Linked DNA regions of Zea mays: region 1 is linked to region 2. Evidence: chromatin contacts called from public Hi-C data. All regions are on one chromosome and are shown on one strand. Each heading gives the region's core, a stretch centred on a gene start, on an enhancer-like site or on the middle of the called end of the contact. The rest is flanking DNA. Distances are from core to core; before and after follow the strand shown. Region 1 holds the start of LOC103635941 (LOB domain-containing protein 1). Region 2 holds the start of LOC103635939 (E3 SUMO-protein ligase SIZ1).

Evidence for each region. A called contact is a pair of places that touch in the nucleus more often than the background predicts.
Region 1: a contact with region 2 is called in a Hi-C map of leaf, with 5 times the contacts expected there. The contact joins the promoter of LOC103635941 here to the promoter of LOC103635939 in region 2. A contact is called at or near these places in 3 of 25 Hi-C or Micro-C datasets (leaf and tassel).

The regions. Positions count from the first base shown.
Region 1 is chr8:135,386,340-135,389,998 of Zm-B73-REFERENCE-NAM-5.0, reverse strand. LOC103635941 (LOB domain-containing protein 1) reads right to left here and starts at 2,361. Exons shown (of 2, transcript XM_008658312.2): 1 at 2,001-2,361; 2 at 1,454-1,846. The coding sequence starts at 2,246. The coding sequence ends at 1,454.
Region 2 is chr8:135,184,699-135,188,641 of Zm-B73-REFERENCE-NAM-5.0, reverse strand. LOC103635939 (E3 SUMO-protein ligase SIZ1) reads left to right here and starts at 1,885. Exons shown (of 17, transcript XM_008658309.4): 1 at 1,885-2,364; 2 at 3,040-3,120; 3 at 3,468-3,510; 4 at 3,802-3,880. The coding sequence starts at 2,338.

The DNA of each region.
Region 1 (3,659 bases), core at 1,112-3,611, 200 kb before region 2:
GTTGATCTTAACCTTGCTTGCTCTACACTTTTGGAAAACTATGGGACGACATGGCATGCTTAGAAATTTTCTCTATCAAGTAAATTCAGCTATTAGAATTTGCTGCCCCTCTTTTACATAGAACTTGTCATGAAATCTTTGCACCGGTATATTACTTTAAATTATTCAATTTAAAATCATGAAATGTCCCTGATTATTCATTTTCATTCTGACAGAATCTAAAGATGATGAATCCAACTATGATTTGGAGTACGAGGTTCTATCTCATGGATTTGATGACCAGTGGAAATTTGTTGGTGAGACAAGTACATCCAGAAGATTTGAGAGATCAAATGAGGCGGATGGTGCACACAATCACACACATCAAGTCGTGAAGGCCAATATTGACTCTTCAACATCCAACCCTCTCCCGAGTAACACGCCCACATAAACTACTGAAGAGAATATTGCAACTCGGGGCAAAAAAACTACAATAACGATCATGCGGACACGGTCACAGTATATAGCATTGATGATCATCAAAGTAATCCTCTAGAGGCTAACCATCTTTTTGAGGACGAGCATTATGGTCTGGAGGATTACTATCTGTGCTATTTTTTCTACCAAATGTTCCAGATTGGTGTGGCACCTGTTTTTAGTCTTATTATGTATAAATTATTATACACTAACATTTTATTAAATAATTTATATGTCGTCGCAACGCGCGGGCACGAGACTTTATGCATATGTTATTTGCATTGAAAATATATTTTCTTCAAGTTTGCGATTGTTCTACATTTTTCTGCTTTTACTTCGACTATATGTCAGTGTGCCACCAAAAAATCGTGTTTCATCAACTTATGATGAGTCCGTTCAATTGTTTCTTGAATATACTTTTTTGTAGAACCAAATTGAATTTTACAAGGTGGAATATGATTAGAAAAAGGTGGGATGCTGACCGGGAAAGCGCTACTCCCTTCTATGAACTAGCTGGTCGATGATTTTGTTTCCTATCCTTTTTGATTTCTTAACATCTGTTTGTTCATTGGGGAGCACATATGTAGAATGATGATTAATGTTTCTGCATATAATGAATTTTATCATAATATGTTGCCGCCGTAGCAACGTACGGGCATACAGCTAGTATATATATATATATATATATATATATATATATATATATATATATATATATATATATATATATATATATATATATATATATATATATATATATATATATATATATATATATGACATGCACGGAACCACGTTAACCCCTTTGGTTAACTTGGAACTACGACATGATGGAACCGAGTAAAACTTACATGCACCCACCATACACATATATTAAAACTTACATGTAAACTGTATACGTATGCATATAGTATATACTTGGGCGTTGCGTTGACGACGACGAACAGTCGTCGTAGGTAGCGTAGGTGCAGGGACCGCCGGACCGGACCGATCGAGCTCATGTCCAGAGCGCCTCCTCGGCCCAGCTGACGGGGCCGGCCTGCGTCTGATGCAAGGCGCCGTCGACGGCGTCGGCCATCACGGGGTTGGCCGCGACGACCGCCGCTAGCTGGTGACGCGAGGGGGAGGCGGAGTAGCCGGCGGCGCAGTCGTAGGACGGCGGCGAGGAGGCGGCGACCTCGACGCAGAGGAGCGCGAGGAGGTGCGCGTGCTGGGCGCGGGCGCCGGCGAGCTCGGCGTGGGCGCGCGCCAGCTGCGCCTTGAGGTCGTTCACCTGCCTCTGCAGCTGCCAGATGGCGCCGGCGCAGCCGTACACGGGGTCCCGGACGCGCGCCGCCGCCTCGTACACCATGCTGCTCACGGCGTCGCCCCGGTGCGCCTCCGGCAGCTCCTGCATGCGCATGGTCCGAACGATCGATCCATCGGTCAGTCAGAGTGATCAGTCGCAGTCTCGGTCATGACTCATGACATGCGTGCGTGCGTGCGCTTTGCTTGCTGCATGCAAGCACACACAACACAATGCATGGCGTGGCGACAAGGCTGACCTGTAGGAGCTTGATGATGTTGCTGGCGCCAAACACCCGGTGCGCGGTGGCGAACTTGTGCGGCTCGGTGGGCGGGAAGTAGGGCGCCAGCACGCAGCGGTCCACGCAGCGGCGGCGGAGGATCTTGCACGCGGCGCACGGGCTCAGCGCCGGCGCCGGCGGCCGTGGCGATGACGAAGGAGGTGATGGCGCCGCGGCCGCGGCCACGGCCACGGCGCAGACGGCCGTGTCGCTGGAGCAGTCCATTTAGCTGCTTGCTGTGTGGCACGCGCCGGCCGGTATTTCCAAGTTTGGCGGCAACTATAGATGAGGATGACCATATATTACCTGCAGTGCACTAACGCTCGTACAGACGCAAAAATAGAACGAGTCACGGATGCACACCGACAGCAACGTGCAGCATCTACCACAATGCTCACAAGCCCTGGGCCCTCATACCTCATGATACTTATGAAATTAAAAGGGTGTTTAGTTGTTCTCACTAAAGTTTAGTCCGTGTTATATCAAAACCTGAATGTCAATTATGAGTATTAAAGATAATTTAATTATAGAAATAATTATATAGGTAAAGATTAAATGAAGAGACGAGTTTATTAAGCCAAATTAATTCATGTCAGACAAATATTTGTTGTAGCATCACATGGTCACATCATGAACTAATTAGGCGTAATAGATTCGTTTTATTCTTTAGTCCTTATCTGTATAATTATTCTTTATAATTAGACTATATTTAATGATTGCAACTAGCATTTAAATATCCCATATGACGGACTAAACTTTAATTCATGCATCCAAACACCCCTAAGCCTATTAGACCCGTGATCCCGAATGTGGTGAAGTATAGATCTTTAGAATAGTTCGAGTCCTAATACACATAATGACACTTAGACGCAAGAAAATCTCTGCTGGCCCTAGGGTCCTTAAGCTTCCCGATCTCGCTTCATGAAGTCGGCTAGGCCTCGAGTCGAGGCTATCGGGGCCCAAGGCTGCTTTAGTAGAACAAGGGACTCGATACACATAACTATAATCCTGTCGCAAAATATAATGATATCTCTAGACCTATCTAGGTTGTACGACCCCATGAAATGAATTAAACATCTAATGACCTAAGGATAAGTCCCAACCGTAAGATTAACGGATAGTTCTCAGGTACAATACATTAAATATGTGATGTGTGATATTAGAAACCTAATAAAGCATGTTGTTGCCATGGCTTAGGCTACACGATACTCAAGGTCACTATATTGTATATGCATCTATCTTGTAGCCATGTGTGCGCTTGCAAAATATACAATGTATTTGGGTCTTAGTGGGTGGGATCTGATGTTCACGTAACTTCTCTCCTCCCTTGCACTATAAAAGGAAGGAGTTGAGGAACGTGTTAGGAGAGTTAAGGGAAGGGTTCACACATTCAACATTTTCTAGATGCTTTAGCACTAGAGTTCATATAGTAGGTAGTCATAATTAAAGAAGGATTAGAGACATTAGGCTAAAACTTCCACCACAACCATGAGGCGAGAAGGAGCTAGAAGGCCTTGTTGGTCACGGGTGTTTGAGCTTTTAATATTTTTCTCCTTTTTATGCATCAATCGATGAGTAGCAAGAGAGTGTAGGGTATTTCACATACTATGACCAACCTCTCTAATTGCCTATGTGCTG
Region 2 (3,943 bases), core at 636-3,135:
GTGTGTGGGTTAGGAGGTCGGGTATATGGCGCATGGCGCATGTGGGCCTGGAATGGTCACATGGCATGGTATATGACGACACTAAACACCCATACATGGCTAAGAGGGGAGGTTCCTGTATTGGGGTTGACCGACGAGGACGTCGGTCTTCTAAGGGGGTGGATTGTGATATCCTGGCCCCTGAAATGGTGATATCCTGTCCCAAGGCTTAATAGAATTAATAGAGTATTTATACCAACAAGGTGCATCTTCTTTTTCGAAAGCCTATCTCGAAAGAATCTCCAAGTTAAGCGTGCTTGGCTTGGAGCAATTTGAGATGGGTGGCCGACCGAGAAATTTTTCTTGGGTGCACATGAGTGAGGACAAAGTGCGCACAAAAGACTCGCGTTGTTCTGTGGGGACAATATATAATCCTAGCGAGCTATCAAGAGTAAGTACCGCTAGTGCAGGGATTAGACGGGGTGTTACAACCACCTGCTAACGTGGCTGATAGCCATTGGATGTCCATCACATCGGACTGTCCTGACACTCTGCGCGGACCGTCCGGTGAATTATAGCCGAGGGAGCCCGACTGAACCCGAGAGCAGCCTCTTCGGCCGTACAATCGCCGGACTATGCGGTGCACACCGGACTGTCCGGTGGGTGGCACTAGACTGTCCGGTGCTGCCGAGACCAGCCCAACTTTCTTTCTTTTGAGACAAACTTCTTTGGCTCCTTTTGACTTGACTTCATATAGTCTCTAGCACTTAGACAAATATGATTAGTACCTAAAACAATTGACTAAGTGCAAGGAGCATACCTTTTTCACTTGGAACCACATCGATTTGTAGTATTCCCATTTTCGAGCGTAAAATGCCTTTTTCTCGATTTGCTTTAACTACATGTGCTCATGCTAATGCAAGATGATGTTAGTCCAAAAATAACGTGTTGAACATTTAATCAGCAAAACGAAATAGAAATCACCCAAGGACACATTTCCCTTTCAAAGTCTCCAACCATTCACCCTATCTAGCTCCCCTATATACTACAATTCAGTTATTTGATATTTTTTCATCATTACTTGAAGTTTTAAAAAACATACACTATTTGTATTACTACAATACACATCATTTCTAGATTACGATACTTAAAAGGGATTAATATCACAAAGTAATACATTAATTAAAGCGTGGGAGTAGATTGAAACTCACCCGGTATGGGGTAGGTTGTGGAGAGAACCGTCGTTGAAGGTTTTCACCCTAAATATCACCCACATCACCCACCTAGGGTTGGGGAGGTATACAGAACACCCTTGGAGGTGGCCTAAGGTGGCTCGATTTATTTGAGGCCCCTTTGGAACATAGGAAAAGTTTTTGAATTTTGAAGGATTAGAACCATATAGAAAATTTTCCTATGTAGCCATTTGAAATAAAGGATTGAGTTACTACAAATTCTATAAAATTCCTTTATGATGACTCATTCTAGTAAGATTTTGGAGGATTTATATCAAGAGATCCAACCTCTTGGAAACTTTTCTTTGTGTCTATCTCTCTCCTCTAATTCCTATGTTCTTCTTGTGTTGCATCTAAACACTCTATTCAAAAGTTTTTCTGTATTTTAAATTTCTATAGAACTATAATTGTCATGCAACTCTATTTCTACGTTTTTTTATTCATACATTTTACCAATCCTAGGAGGCCTGAATTTCAGCGAAAGAGAACCCACTGCGTATGCCACCCATCTCTTGTTTAAAAACCGACGCGTCTGAGTTGTACCCAAAAGCCGTGGGTTGTTGAATATCAGCCCGGCCCATATCGGATCGGGCTGGCCCACGGTGACGCCACGAGTGATGCACAGCGGTGGGTGGGGTCGCCGGCTCCCCGCTTTGGTCGTCGTAGAGGAAGTGAAGTGAAGGCGGGCGGGCAGGGCACGGCATGACCAACCCCGCACGCCGGATGGGTGGGTCGCGGACTCGTACGGCCCCGCAAAAAACCGGATTTGATAGCGGCCGATACGTCCGCCGCGGCGGCTGAATAGGAGAGAGAAACCGCCCCCCCTCTCTCCTCACCCTTTCTCGACGAACCCGTCCCACAAGCACGCGCGACGCGAGCCAAGGAAGACGAGAGCGAGGTGGAGAGAGAGAGAGAGAGGAAAACCCTGCCCCGTCCAGGCAGCCGTCGTCGACGCAAACGGCGGAGGCCACAGAGACGCCACGCGAGGGAGCCCCGCCGCAGCAGCACCCGCGCCGTCCCAATTCGGCGCCCCGATCGCCGGATCTCCTCGCCGGCGCCGGGGCCCTCGATCGCCCTCTCCCCATGCCCGTGCCCCTCCGGGGGTTTCATTGCGCGGGCGCCGGCCATGTCGGACCTCGCTTCCAGCTGCAAGGTATACGTCCGCCCGCGCCCAATTCGCCACCCGATCTCCGCCGATTCCCCTCGAATTTCCCGGATGATTTGGCTGGGCTCGTGGGATTCCCGCCCCTGCCGCCGCTCCGCTGCCCGCTGCCGCCCGGCGGTTATTTCCACGCCGATGTTTAGATGGATTGGCTGAGAGCTCGGATCCTACTTTTTTTGCGCTTGCTGGCACCAGTGCATTCTTTCCAAATGCGGAATCGCGTGGCCGGCGGTTCGGCCTCTTAGATCGCTGCCCGCTGTCGTCAAGCCCCGAGTTTTGGAGCTGCGTGCTGTTGTTGGGGTAGGTGTTCTATGCTGTCTTAGCCGCCGAATCAACTCCTCATGGATTGTACTAATTGATAGGCTAGTGTTGGATTCTTCTGTTGCATGACGCAGTACTCACTTAAGCTGCTCCTAGCTTGCGCATGGCTAACTGAGACCGTGTTACCCATAGTTTACCCAAAACACTGTATTTTCCCACTATATGCAGAGTGGAGTTTGAATATGGGTATGAATATGGTTAAGCTGCTGGAGATATTTTTTCTGAAATGTTTCTTTTTGTTCTATGGATTAACCATGGCAAGTGTGGCGGTGTACTTCAAGCACGCAACATGTAACAGTCGCTCTTGAAGATCTCACATGTTGATTCTTTCCCTGTTCGTCACAGGATAAACTTGCGTATTTTAGAATAAAGGAGCTCAAAGATATCTTAAATCAGCTGGGGTTACCGAAGCAAGGAAAGAAGCAGGTCAGCAAGTGTTTTGCTCTTATTTTTGCTGTGGGGCACTTTGTTCTCCCGGATATGTAGGATCACAACTGATTAGAGGCATGTCATATGAGCCTCCAGGGTGAGCTAGTCATCTGCCCGTACATCATTGTTGGGTCTGTCTCCTGTCGTGCTGTGCACAACTTGTTTTGGCAGTAACCATGGGTTTGCAGGACAAGCCTCAATTCATCAGTGTTGCAATATCAGAAATCAGAACTATCTTCTTTTTTTTTGTTTCCTTGAACACGTTCAGAATCTCATCTTCACTGCACGTGCCTCAGCTTTGCACTTGATGGTATCTGATCTGTTTTCGTAATCGTTGATCGCAGGACCTTGTTGACAGGGTATTGGCTATTTTATCAGATGAGCAAGGTATGTTGGTCTTTGCCCCCACCCCCCAAATATTGTTGTCTTTAACTGCTGCATTTTTTATGCTTCAATATTGGTTAGTATTACTTTTCAGTTGTGCTCAAGCCAGTAGATCTGTTTGTGCCATTGTAGTTTGATATGGGCCATTTATTTATTTGTCCTTGAGCTGATGATTGGTCAAGAAAAGATCTCTTCTGTTATACAGCATCAACTAGTTCAGATTTTGTTCTTCTGAATCCCTAAGTTTGTTCTTTCCATGAAATCTTGCTCTTAAGCTCTATTTGCTTATTGCAGGTCAACATCATCATGGATGGGGAAGGAAAAATGCTCTTACAAGGGAGGCGGTGGCAAAAGTTGTTGATGACACATACAGGTTCCATTCCATCTGTTTCTCAATGTTCAGTACAAGAATACATACCAGAGAGTTGACTACGTC